2 separate regions of the Mus musculus genome follow, and region 2 is linked to region 1. Evidence: chromatin contacts called from public Hi-C data. All regions are on one chromosome and are shown on one strand. Each heading gives the region's core, a stretch centred on a gene start, on an enhancer-like site or on the middle of the called end of the contact. The rest is flanking DNA. Distances are from core to core; before and after follow the strand shown.

Region 1 (6,127 bases), core at 934-3,433:
GCAAGACCTGAGGTCACTTCTGGGAAGAAAGGTGATAGACAGGGACCCATGGCTCTGTTTCATTTAAGAAAAGTCAAGTGCAGAAATAATTGTAGAATGTCAGTGCCTGCTAGAGCTGAGTGATAATGGCATAGGGGGACTCCGTATCTTCCATACTTCTTGCTGCGATCGAAGTCTTTAACATATGAGAGGAAGAAAAGCACATGGGAGGAAGGGTTGTGGACAGGTGCAGAGAGCTAAGGAGCTTGTTGAAGGTGTGGAGATAGAGGCTGTCCTACTCAGAGAAGCATAGTAGGGCAAGGGAGCAAGCTGGATACTGTCCTTGGTCCTGAAACCACCCCTTGGGCCCTGTTGCTTCTGTTTATCTATCCTAAGACATTGCACCCCTACCCAGTACCCAAGAGATAAGGGGTTTTGTTGGTATTCTCTAGTGATATCTGTAAGACAAATTTATTCAGGTTCCGTACCAAAAAGAAGGAAAGCCAACATCAGAAAATGGGTATTTCGAGCCCAATACTACCATATATTATTGATCAAATTCTCCCATATGCTAGGCACTGTGATGAGCAGATTTTACAAATTGTTATCATACTGTTGTAATTATCCTCATTTTATAGACAAAGAGAGACGCGCAGAATGAGCTCATAAATTGTAGAGTGGAGAGTAAAGCCAGCCTCATAAGCACATTGCCCAGAAATTTGCCCACCACTCAAATAAGACATATCCTAATAAGGCCTAAACTCACAGGGAATAAACCCCTCCTATGAAACTGCAGACATCCTCAGCTACAGAGGGAGACTATGAATTCAAAAACAGATGACTAACATAAGAACACCTTGTAAGATCCTCTACAGATGCGGGCAGTGCTTTCTACTCTATGTTATTTCATAGACATTGGGAGAACCCAAAACTTACTCTAGAAGCCAATTGCATAAACTATATTGGACTTCCATTTCTTAGGGAAGTAAGCCAAGGCAAAAGTGGGAGACAGAAAAAATAAAAAGAGTCCAAGATGGAGTGGAACAGGCATGATTCCTACCACTGTTCTGTTCCCTCCTAGTACCCATTCTGGTTTTTAGTTCTACCTTAGTTCCTTCATGATTACAATTTCACTACCTCTATGCACTCTATGAGGGTGAGTTCAGTGATGTTTTCATAGCTAGATCATCATAGCTTGGCCCTGTGTCAGTTACATAGAGGATGAGCAATAAACACCAGGTAGGAGGAATTTAATATTAAACAAAGTGAAAGGTGTTTATAAGTTCACATAGAGAAAGAGCTTGGAAATGGAGGAATGTTTATTTTTTTATTCTGAGCTTTGAAAATAGAGGCCATAGGGTCTCCTAGACCTATATTCCCCAGCTAAGAATTAATAATATTACACCCACAAAATACATCCAAGGAGATAAAGCCACTAACCCTCAGACTTGACAAATTGAGTTTGATCCTCAGGACCCACAGGGTGGAAGGAAAGAACCAACTTCTACAAGTTGTACTCTAATCTTCACAACTATGCCATGGCATATTGTACAGGTACACACACACACACACACACACACACACACACACACCATGCATGCACACACAAATAAGTGTAATTTAAAAATTATTTTTAAAGCAGTGATATCAATCTATGAAGATAAATGAGACGAGGTGTATAATAATGATGTCAACTGTCATTTATTGATTCCTGCGGCCTATGCCAGGCCTGTTGTGCATACTAACTCTAATTTTCTAAATGGTGCTAGAAACTTTCTATTATCCCCATTTGAAGATGAAATAGCGAAGGCTCAGCAAGTCCTTAATAACTGCCACTTAAATCCAGCTCATCCATAAGGAGGTGGCACTGTAAAGGCTGGATGGCAAGGATGCAAGGCAGAAGGTTACCCTAATCTGAGTTCGCCAGGGTCCAGGCAGCTACGCCTATAGCAGGCTACAGAGTCAGAGTTTGAAGTGAGAAAAATCGAATGGGCTGACACACTTTACCAAAGACTCAAGTTCCAAGTAGGGTAGAAAGCCATCTGGCACCCCTGCTGCTCACAGCACAGCCACCTGGGTGCCCTTCTTTCTTCCTTTCCTCTCCTCCCTGCACCTAAAACAAACCTGTCCTGCAGGGAGCGAGAGCCAGAGCAAAGAAGCTGGGCTCCTCCCCCTTGCTTTGGGAGCAGAAGAGAAGACAGGAGGAAATTGTGCCAAAGGTCATGGTGTTCTGGTCAGCGTGTTCCAGCTTTGAAACTCTGAGAGCTGCCAGGGTCCAGGCAAGAAAAAAAAAAATGCTGCAGGCTGATCCACCTGCCAGCTCCGAAAAGCTCCAGCTGGGCTGCAGCCTCCATGGCAACTGCACCCAGCAAGCAAGGTTAAGATCCCCAGAGATTTCATTCCAGCCCCAGCAGCAGCACGGGAACCTGTGACTGCAGGAATGGCTAAGCTAGAAAGTACACAGGTCTTCAGAGTTGTGCCTGCAGACATTGCTGTCTTTGTCTCCCAAACCCTGCCTTATATATATCCTCGTTCCCAAAGTCCCCCAAAGGATAATAATCGTTTCTTCACTCCTGGGCTTTCTTTTTCCCATACTTTGCTTAGTGCTGAATCCTCCCATCTAATGTTGATATTCACTTTCTGAGAACCTGACACAGGGCCAAACTGTGACTGATTGTGGAACCACTATTCTCCTTGTAAAGTACACAGCTCGAGAGAGAAACTAGGCACTGAGTAGGCAAACTAAGATAGAACTAAAAATAGATTAGGTTCTTTGAGGACTCTATAGAAGAGGAAAGCAAACAGGAGTCCTATCAAGGTTTCTTTGGGTAGAAAACTCTGAGGTGAAGGACTGAAGAGTCAGCAGGAAGCTGCCATGTGGGGCCAGTAGTTGGGGGTAAGGGTTGTTAGCAAAGATGGAGAGATGGAGAACAAAGGTCCTGGGACAGGAAAAAAAAGAGGAGAAAATGTAAGGATCTGAAGCAGTGAAGAAGTATGATGCATGAGCAGGTGTTACCAACACAACCGGAGGGCGTTGAAAATACTCCTGATGTCTGGATGTCCCAGTTTCCCATCAAAAGATTATGAAAAGTTCTGAAGAGGTCTCTCAGTTGAAGGGATGCAGTAGCAACCTGAACCAGAAGAAGAAGAAGAAGAAGAAGAAGAAGAAGAAGAAGAAGAAGAAGAAGAAGAAGAAGAGGAGGAGGAGGAGGAGGAGGAGGAGGAGGAGGAGGAGGAGGAGGAGGAGGAGGAGGAGGAGGAGGAGGAGGAGGAGGAGGAGTAATAGTATGAAAATCAGTATGGGTATATCCTCTGCATGAAGCTAGTCCTGCACAAAATGTTGTCAGTGGTGGTCCTGACCCCACCTCCACCCCTAAAAAAAAAATGCTTAATGTGACTGATGTTTTCATTATCACTACAGCATCACCTTTCTGGCTCTAACTTCATCTTCTGTTGGTTTTCCCCAAAAAAATGGCAGACAAAATGGGATTGACGTACACAGCCCTAAGAACCCTAAAGGATGTCTTATAGAAGAATCCACACTGAAGACCTAGGGTGACACAGACTCAAATCTACCTCATGACTTAGGCTTAGGTTTGCAGGTGACCAGCCTTGCTAGGACTCATTTTTCTGTTCTGCAGAGTGAGGGTGATGATCCCTATATCTTAGTGCAGTGGCCAAATCTTAACACGACTCAGGAAAAGTCCCTGCACACAGCATGCATGAAAGGAAAGAGCAAGGCTCTTTCCATGAAAAAAGACTGGACCCTAAGCTTCAGATAGTCTCACCACACCTCCCCAGACTCCTTATGTGTCCCAAGACACATCTGGTAGACCAGATTTGGGCCATTAATGCATAATAATTCAGCAAGCTTCCAAGATCTAACAGATGTTGAATCTAGGCCCAACTCCCATCACTGGCCACCCTGGACAAATGATTCCTCTGGTGTTCCATAGGCAGTCTACATGACAGAAATATCACATTAGCTAGCCTTATGCCAATGAAAATCACATAGCTCCTGCATCGTGTTGCCTTGAGGCATGGACTGACAGGACTCCATGGCTTATCACAGAATAATGCTCAGAGTAATCCTGTGCCTCGGTTATCTATCTGCAAAATGGGAATAACCATGATCTCTGTTTCCTTGCATAGTTTTGTTGAACAAATGTCAATGGCCACTTCATGCTTGGTGTGGTGCCAGGCACATGCTTATACTGTAATGAATGTAAGCTGCCGTTCATATAATAATCTCTAGCTACAACATTGGTGATGTTTGTAGGAGCACCTCACTACTCTCTGTCTTCTCTACACCTGCATGAAGCACCCCAACAGTGTCCAAGGGCACCTGTTAACTCCATATACCCTTTCAATGTTTAATGATGGCATCTCACCCCACTCAGAGAATAGTTCACTCATGGACTCAGACAATTTCTTTTAGTGAAAAAAGCATCTGGCTCTGTAGTTTTGGAAAACCAAACCCAAGTGCTACAACATACACTCCTTCAAAATAAGACAGGCCCCAGACAAGGCCATGGCCCTGGCTTCTGGGAACTGGGAGGAAGATGGAATTTCTGGTGAATCATAACTGCATGCCTTACCCTACGTTGTCAGTCAAGGTCTATCCTCCTCTGGTCAAGCCCTGAAGGTCACATGTTCCTCTCTTTGAAGCCAAGAGATTGTCTTACTTCCCATAACACTACTACGGCAGCCTTCATCACTACCCCAAGTATTTTAATTCCTGTAACAAGGAGCCACATTCCACAAACTCTCAGAGAACATTACCCGGGCCCTAAGTCAGCCACCACTGTGCCCTACTCAGATAAGCCTTTCACCCCTCCAAGACAGAGGCTTCTCTTTGGTCTATCCTTTTATTCAACAGCCATTTCTCAAGTAGTGTGCCAGACATAGGACACACACATCAAGGAAGATACCACCTGTTTTCTGTGCCAAAGCAGACTACAAATAGAACACACCATTACAATCTATCAAAGGCAGAGACAAAGGGGTCAGGGAACAGTGTTGTAGAAACCTAGACAAGTACATAACGGATCTTAGCTCTCGGTGGCCCATTCAGAAAGTTGGAGAAGAGATAATTACATCAAGATGAAAATCGGCCATTTCTCAGTGCCACACATCTCACAAACAAGTATTGAGACACCATTTCTTAATCTATCACATTCTCTGGAAGCTTCTGTCTTGCATCTCAGCTTTCAGTATGCAATTCCATCCCTGCACGTTTTATGATCTGACTCTGAAATCAGACTAGCATCTCAATGCAGGCAAAGCTGAGGCCGTCCCGCTCTCTGTCATAATTGCAGTACACAATAGTAGCGAGCACACCACCAATATTTATCCGTTCACAAAATGTCATTTGGTAGCCCTGCACTGTGAAGTCCCGTGCTAGGCAATAGTGATGCAAGTGCTACTTGGACATGTGTGAGAAGCCAGTCAACAACACACAATGGCATAAATAAATAAATAAATAAATAAATAAATAAATCTAGCTGAGTGATTAGAACCGTAGGTGTTAGGTAGAATGGCATGCTCAACTTGGTTCAATTAAAGTCAGCCAGCAAATATTAATTGTACCTTCTAGGTGAAAGGAAATTTCATGTACAAGAGAGAATACAAAATTAATCAAATGAAAATAAGCCCTTATGCTTAACATTTTAACCTAGGAAGGCATGCACATACAACAATCTGAATAAATTAGAGGCTATGACTATTCAGGAGGAGACCCATCAAGAAAGACTTTGAAAGGTACTTAGAAAGCACCTAGAATAAAGCCCTTCTGTGTGTGTTAAGACGAATGGGAAGGAAGAAATCATTCCAGGAAAAGAAAGTATCACCAGGAAGATGGAAAATAGCTTGCTCTTTGCTGAGAGCCCACTCGAACAGTCATCTAAAAGACAGTGCTGAGGAGTGGACAGAGCCAGAAAGCTAGCCAGCTCTTCCAGGAACACCCTTCATCCACAGCTCTGAATTATTGTGGATCCAGCCTTGCCGCTGGCCATGTTAACATATTTGGCCCTTTTGCTTCAGCAAAAGTGTGAAGGAGGGAATGGCTCAATAGGTAAGGTGCCCCAAACCCAAATCAAAAGGCTGAGTAGAGTAGCACCCATTTCCATTCTCAAGACTAGAGGTGGGA
Region 2 (6,097 bases), core at 901-3,400, 1.2 Mb before region 1:
AGATGTTTACTGTCAATGACTATTGGTTATACTATCCAAAGAATTTGAGTATCAGCCCTGTATCTTGGAGACTTTGCTTGCAAGATGGGATACTTTGCTCTGCAGGATTGGAACGGTCACACTAGGAACAACTCCTAAAGACAGCTCACTAGTACTTTTTTTCTCAGCAAGATTCTTGACTTCTAGTTTCCTTTCTGGCATATATTATAGAGATTGACTGACCATCAGTGTTGACTCTGACTTGAGTTTAAATCTTGGCTTTCATCTGTCCACTCTTGAGAGTTTGAGAAAGTTGTTTACTTTCTGTGTGTATCTGGCCAAGAATACCTTCCTTCATCAGTCTTTCTTCTACCATCTAACCGTCTTCATCAGGTTTTATAGTCACCTTTTTTTCCATTATAAAATACTGGAGTTTGAAGTTCTAAAATAGTGCCTGACATATTACAAGTCACTAGTGGGCATTGGTTGGTTATTATCACTCTCACCCCATGGCAGAGATGATTTCCAAAGAGCAGAACCACCATGCACTAGATTTATTGTACAAACGATGGACCAGATTTGTCTAAATCTTCCAAATTGTCTCCCATTGTTCCTCTTTCCTTTCAGGAATGAGTCAAGAGTATACGTTTAGGAGAGAAAAGAAGAAAGGGCACAGAGTCGGGAGGCTTAGAAGATGGAAGGTTCTGGAAGGAGTTGGGAGAGGGAAAAGTATGATCAGAATATATTGTATGCAAATTTCATTTTCAATTAAGAAAAAGAGAGTTCAAGGAGTTTAGGCTGAGGATGCTGGCACTTATATACCCTGAATCTCAACATGTGCAAGGCTGAGCCAGAAGGATCATGAGTTTGAATTCAGTATGTAGTACATAGTGAAAATTAGTCTCAAACTATCATAAACAAATAAGTAAATACTGATAAGTTATTCTCTACCAGTGAAACAAGCCAATTCAAGCCAAATTAAAATATATAAAGGCAGGTTTATTGGGAGGCAGATCTTGGGCAGATTTACTGGTCCCAAGGAACAAGGCCAGAGAAGTTGCCATGGGAAGGGAGACAGAAAGGAGGGGCAAGAGAAATCGAGAAAGAGCATGTACAAGCAGGGAGAGAGAGAAAATGCAGAGGCGTATGGGAGACCACAGTGTGTGGATTATATAAGGAGAAGCTTCTGGGAGAGGGGAAGCCCAGCCCCTGGACTGGAAGGAACTGTTAACAGGCAAAGGCACTGTGCTTAATTAAAAGATGGTTTTCACAGTATGCCAGACATGCTTGTAACATGTAGGGACTGAGGAATCCTGGGAGAACCTGGAGCCAGGTCCTCTTTGACATGTTAAATAGGCACTTCAGCATCCTTTCTGGGTCTGAAACCCAATATAGGGAAAGAAGGTAAGATCAGGAGTCAGGTATTCCTTGGACTCAATCCATATCAAAAACAGTACTAAAATAGTTGTTCTATCAAGTGTTTGGACATTGGCTCAAGCCACGAAGCAGAAACTTCTAGTTTTTGGTTGTATCAGGTGTTAGCCATTGACTTAGTGCGTCATGGGAATGTCAAGCCCTTCTGGTTTAGGGAGATAAGTAGATGTGCGCCTAGTGGGTTTGCACAGAACACAGAGACCTGAGGGCAGCAGCTTTGCTGCTCATATTCTCACTCCATATGCCTCATGGTTATTAATCTGGAGTGTTCATTTAATATGCCATCTCCAAGGGTCACTTATTCTTTTATTCCCCATGTATATATTTTACTTCAATCAGCATTAAATAGGTTATTATATGCAAGTACCAGTAAAAACAGTCTATTGTTAAAATAAGTCTCCCCCCCCCCCCATCCTCAGTGTGTTTCGACTTGGGCTTAAATCCTGTTTCCCTTGACATTCTTGCACCAGATGTCTTAGGTTTTACCTTAAACAGAAAAGAATTGCTCTTCAGTGGGGCAATTGAGTCTTCAGAAATAGGAGCTTATGTTCAGCTTATCAAATTTGGATCCAGCTCCTCCTCCATGATAATTAACATGCAATGATATTCCCGAGTCTTTTTCCCCTGGCAGGGTCCTGGCAGACTTTTCAAGGTTCAAGCTGGTTCTAAATAACACTAAGATAAATCTTTGCTTTTGTCACACTGTTGAGTCGCTAATAAAGAGAGCAGGCAGGCATTGTGGCGGGCTTTCTTTGGTCAGAGAGCCCTTAATGGTGTGTCAGGATTATATAATTCACCCTCCAAGAGCATCCAAAAGAGAGATAAATTGTTTGGTTGGGAGAAATTAACCGCGGATTGATCCTATCTGTTTTAATTTAACACAGGATGGCTTAGACTACTCCTAGGAGCAGATGGGCTATTGATCTGACAATAGGATAATCAGAGCATCAAAGCTGGGGTGGGAGAGCGAAGGGAGGGGCTTCCGAAGCGCTTGGGACTTTGCCAGAGTATTCCTCTTGGAACGAAAGCCATCTTTTAATTGGGCACGCGCCTTTGCCTGCTAACAGTCCTTATGATCAGTAAGAGCTCCCAAGGACTGGACCTGCATGGAGTTTTCCTGTAAAGAGCTTATGCTGGGCGTGCTGCTTGGCAGAGGGATGCAACTTGGCAGTGGAAGGGTGTAAACTGTGGGGGAAGGAAGGGAGCAAGGAGTTGGATACTGTGCTCTGGGAAGCCGCTGCTGAAAAAAGATGGAGACAGAGATAGCAGAGTTGGAATTAGAATCATCTGGTTAAACTCAGAGGCTACACAGTCTTCCTTTCTGCCTTTTTTTTTTCTTTAAATAAACATTCTATTTTCCTGCTACCAATTTGTTTTACTTCTGCCTAATTTACACATACTACACTTATCAATAATCTTCTCCCTGATCTCAAGGGTGAGGTTTCTTTGGGAGCCAGGTAAAGGTGTATATGGAAGCTGAGTGTCTCCAGGGTGTTAGGGTTGGGGCCATGCCCTTCTTTTGTACCTGCAGTTTTGCTTGTGAGTTAGGTGTCTCCTCTGGCTCGTGGACACTCAGTTAAAAGCTCATGGCCCCAGATGCTCCCAGATGGGTCAGGCAGAGTTCTTGGGATGCTATGGTGACTACTAGGTCAGGATGCCCTGACACATAACCCAGTTGAAGACCCAGCCAAGGCCAAGTATCAAAGGGCAAATGCAGTCCAGGGGGTCAGGGAAAGGGCAAATAAGTCTTGTGAGGGACACTTGGGACTTTGACAAGCTGAGTCTGCCTGACTTTGAGAAGAGCCTGCGTCATTCATGTCAAGGGTCCTCTTTGGGGATGAAGTAGTAGTAGTGGCTGACCATGGAGAATCCTAGTTTGCCCTGGGGTTTGGTCCATTAGTAAAGCTCTGAGGGGTGTCCAATGCAGCAGGAATGTGCAGATCTCTCTCTCTCTCTCTCTCTCTCTCTCTCTCTCTCAATCTCTCTCTCTCTTTCTCTCTCTCTCTAGGTGACAGCAAGTCTTAAAAAACAAACTTGAACTGCTCTTGGTAAGGGCAATAAACGGCAACAGTGACATGTACTTAGGTCTTTTAGTTGGGGACAAGGGGAAATGGTGGTGTAGTTTCTCCCTACTCTCTTCTACCTCTCCTGCTGTCCTACCTTTCACCCTTCCAATCTCAGATTTCCAGTGATCCTCCTTATGATTTAGAGCTAGAAAGGCCTTATGTCTCATCAGGATACCCACCAACATCTCCTAAGTGCTCTCTCCACCATGGGAACCTGGAGAGACTGATAACCATATATCAGGTCACATCTATCTGGAGAGAATTTCCTAACTGTGCTGGCAACAACCACACCCACCCTACTATTGCTGAAAACATCTTGGATGTATGAGGAGAGGCAGAGGGCAGAGAAGCCTTTAAGAGAAAGGAAATCATTTATTATTCATTCAACTGGAGGATCTATTACTATAAACTTCTAGGCTCTGTGGAGTTGGTAGTGATTCTGCTGAGTTTGCATCCCAGAAAAGTGAGAGCAGCTACAAGAATCCATTTGAGATATTGTGTGCTAGGAAGATTTATTTTTTTCAGTTTTTGGTTTCTTAAATGTTTTTAACTGAGATAAACTACATTACCTTTTCCCTTCATTTTTTTTCCCACCTGCCCCTACCAGATACCCTCCTTTGAACCTCTCCACATCACCCAACTCAGGTTGATTGGTTCTTTTATTATTCTCATATACATACATATTTATGTGTGTGTATATTCATAAATACATTTAAATACAATCCACAAAGCCCATTTTTGTTGTTTGTGTGTATATGGCCTTAGGGATGACTGCTCTGTGTCAGACAACCAATAAGGGAGCTTGTCCCTAGAAGAGGCTAATTAGTTCCTTGTATTCCTTTGTCTAGGGGTGTGATTCTGCAAAAAAATTTCCTTCCCCTGTTATGATTTCCACTGATATTACTACTGTTCCTTTCTTCTTTATGCAGCTATTTCTAGGAGAGACTATTTTACAGCAGACTTCCTGGTATTCTGGCTCTAACAGTCTTCTGTAATGTTCCATGAACACTGGAGCTGTGATGTAGCTTTACCCATTCGGACTGAGTTCTTCACCATTAGTTGAGCTCTACATTGTTTCCAGTTGTGGTTCCCTGGGATGGCCTTCATTTTCTGTCAAGACAAGTTTCTTTGAATGAGGGATGGTAGCTATGCTTATCTTTGGGTATAAGGACAAGACTTGGAGTGCATATCATGGTGGCAGAAGCTGATTCTTTTCAGAAGTACATGATCTCACTTGCCCTGGGAAGCTGGCTAGGTTACCAGTACTAGATATGATTTACCTCCTGTTGAGTGTCGACAGCTGTTGGGTGTTGAGTGTGTGTGAATGTGAGTGTGTGTATGTACATGCCACTTAACTGAACCTTTTTGCTCATCTTGTCTAGGAAGACTTTTTAAAGTCCTCATTATAATAAGATTTGAGATCTTCATTTCTATGTCAAAATGAAGCTTTAAAAATAAACAAAGCCCCCCCCCCCCCACACCAAGTACTTCATATATTTCTCTTATTCAGCATCAGTTGGTAGGGGGAGTTTATAAATTTGTCTTTTATGATTTTAATTCAGTTTTAAAGGTATGACAAAAGGCCTCTGATTTAACTCAAATATTTCATTTAGATTTTTTTTTTTCATTCAGCTAAGCCTCCTTTTGCTTTCCTTTTAAAGATGCTCATCTTAGGAAAAGCGTATTTTTTTGATGGCTAAAATGATAATGACTTCTTTTTTCCACCTAAGAGAAATACCAGCTAGAGGAATGCGAGACTCTTGCCATAGTGGAAAAATAATAAAGTATATTAATAGCTGAGCAAATGGATCTTGCTGGGAAACATTTTAGACTTTCAATGGTCTCACAGAGATAGAATGGTCCTTGAACTGAAAGTCTTTTCTTCATTATTACCTTTTAGTTCTTTTTGAAAGAGGACAAAAATGCCTTTCAATTAAAATTGCCAAATCATTTGAAGTTGCGCTTGCGAATGCCTGAGGATCAGAGGCCCCTAGTGTGGGGAGTACCTGAGGCCACATGTTGGTGTGTCTTGTTAGAAATCCAGCTTGCCCCCCCCCCCCTGCTTGCCCTGCAATTTCAGTGTGGTCATGCTAACTGGGCTCAGGACTTCGGCAATAAAATTTACACATGTGTGGTAGATGAAGAGATAAAGACTACATTGGATGGTAAGCTAAGAATGAAGAGATTTTCTATTTGCCGATCCCAAGCAGTTTAATTTAGTGGCAAAGGACATTCAAATCTAATCACAGACCTTTGCACAGAGGTTTCTTGTGCAAATGGAGGAAATGGAGAGCTAGGTACAAGGGGCATAGCAGTTTGGACTCAACTAGGTTCCTTTTGTGTTCCAGCTTTGGACTTGCTGGCTAGGTGGCTTGAGCTGTCTGACCTCACACAGGCTGCCTAACTTGGGTGTCTCCATCTACTCTCTTTAATGAGGAAAATTTAGTACCTGGTGAGTTCCTGGGGCTGGTTTTAAGGTTAATGAGGTCATATATTTAAAGCAAATTGCAGTGACTACTGAATGTTAAACATTATGTAAGGTGGGCTGTTACTAACCCTGGATCTTATTTTTTTTCCTCAAGGAAAGAGATTGATTAACATTAATATCTTACACAACC

What was found. A called contact is a pair of places that touch in the nucleus more often than the background predicts.
Region 2: a Hi-C map of uterus shows a contact between it and region 1, with 5 times the contacts expected there. The contact joins two enhancer-like sites. A contact is called at or near these places in 1 of 484 Hi-C or Micro-C datasets (uterus) and 2 of 115 datasets of contacts at active chromatin or transcription factors (the NIH/3T3 cell line and astrocytes).

What each region holds. Positions count from the first base shown.
Region 1 is chr15:62,291,532-62,297,658 of GRCm38.p6, reverse strand. No RefSeq gene overlaps it. Among named protein-coding and RNA genes, the nearest start is that of Pvt1, 260 kb to the right of the region's middle. Within about 2 kb of position 2,183, at least 64 of the 459 cell types and tissues checked have an H3K27ac peak or open chromatin away from gene starts, as enhancers often do. A contact at or near this core is called in uterus, where this site is marked.
Region 2 is chr15:63,528,889-63,534,985 of GRCm38.p6, reverse strand. No RefSeq gene overlaps it. Among named protein-coding and RNA genes, the nearest start is that of Gm25702, 51 kb to the right of the region's middle. Within about 2 kb of position 2,150, at least 28 of the 459 cell types and tissues checked have an H3K27ac peak or open chromatin away from gene starts, as enhancers often do. A contact at or near this core is called in uterus, where this site is marked.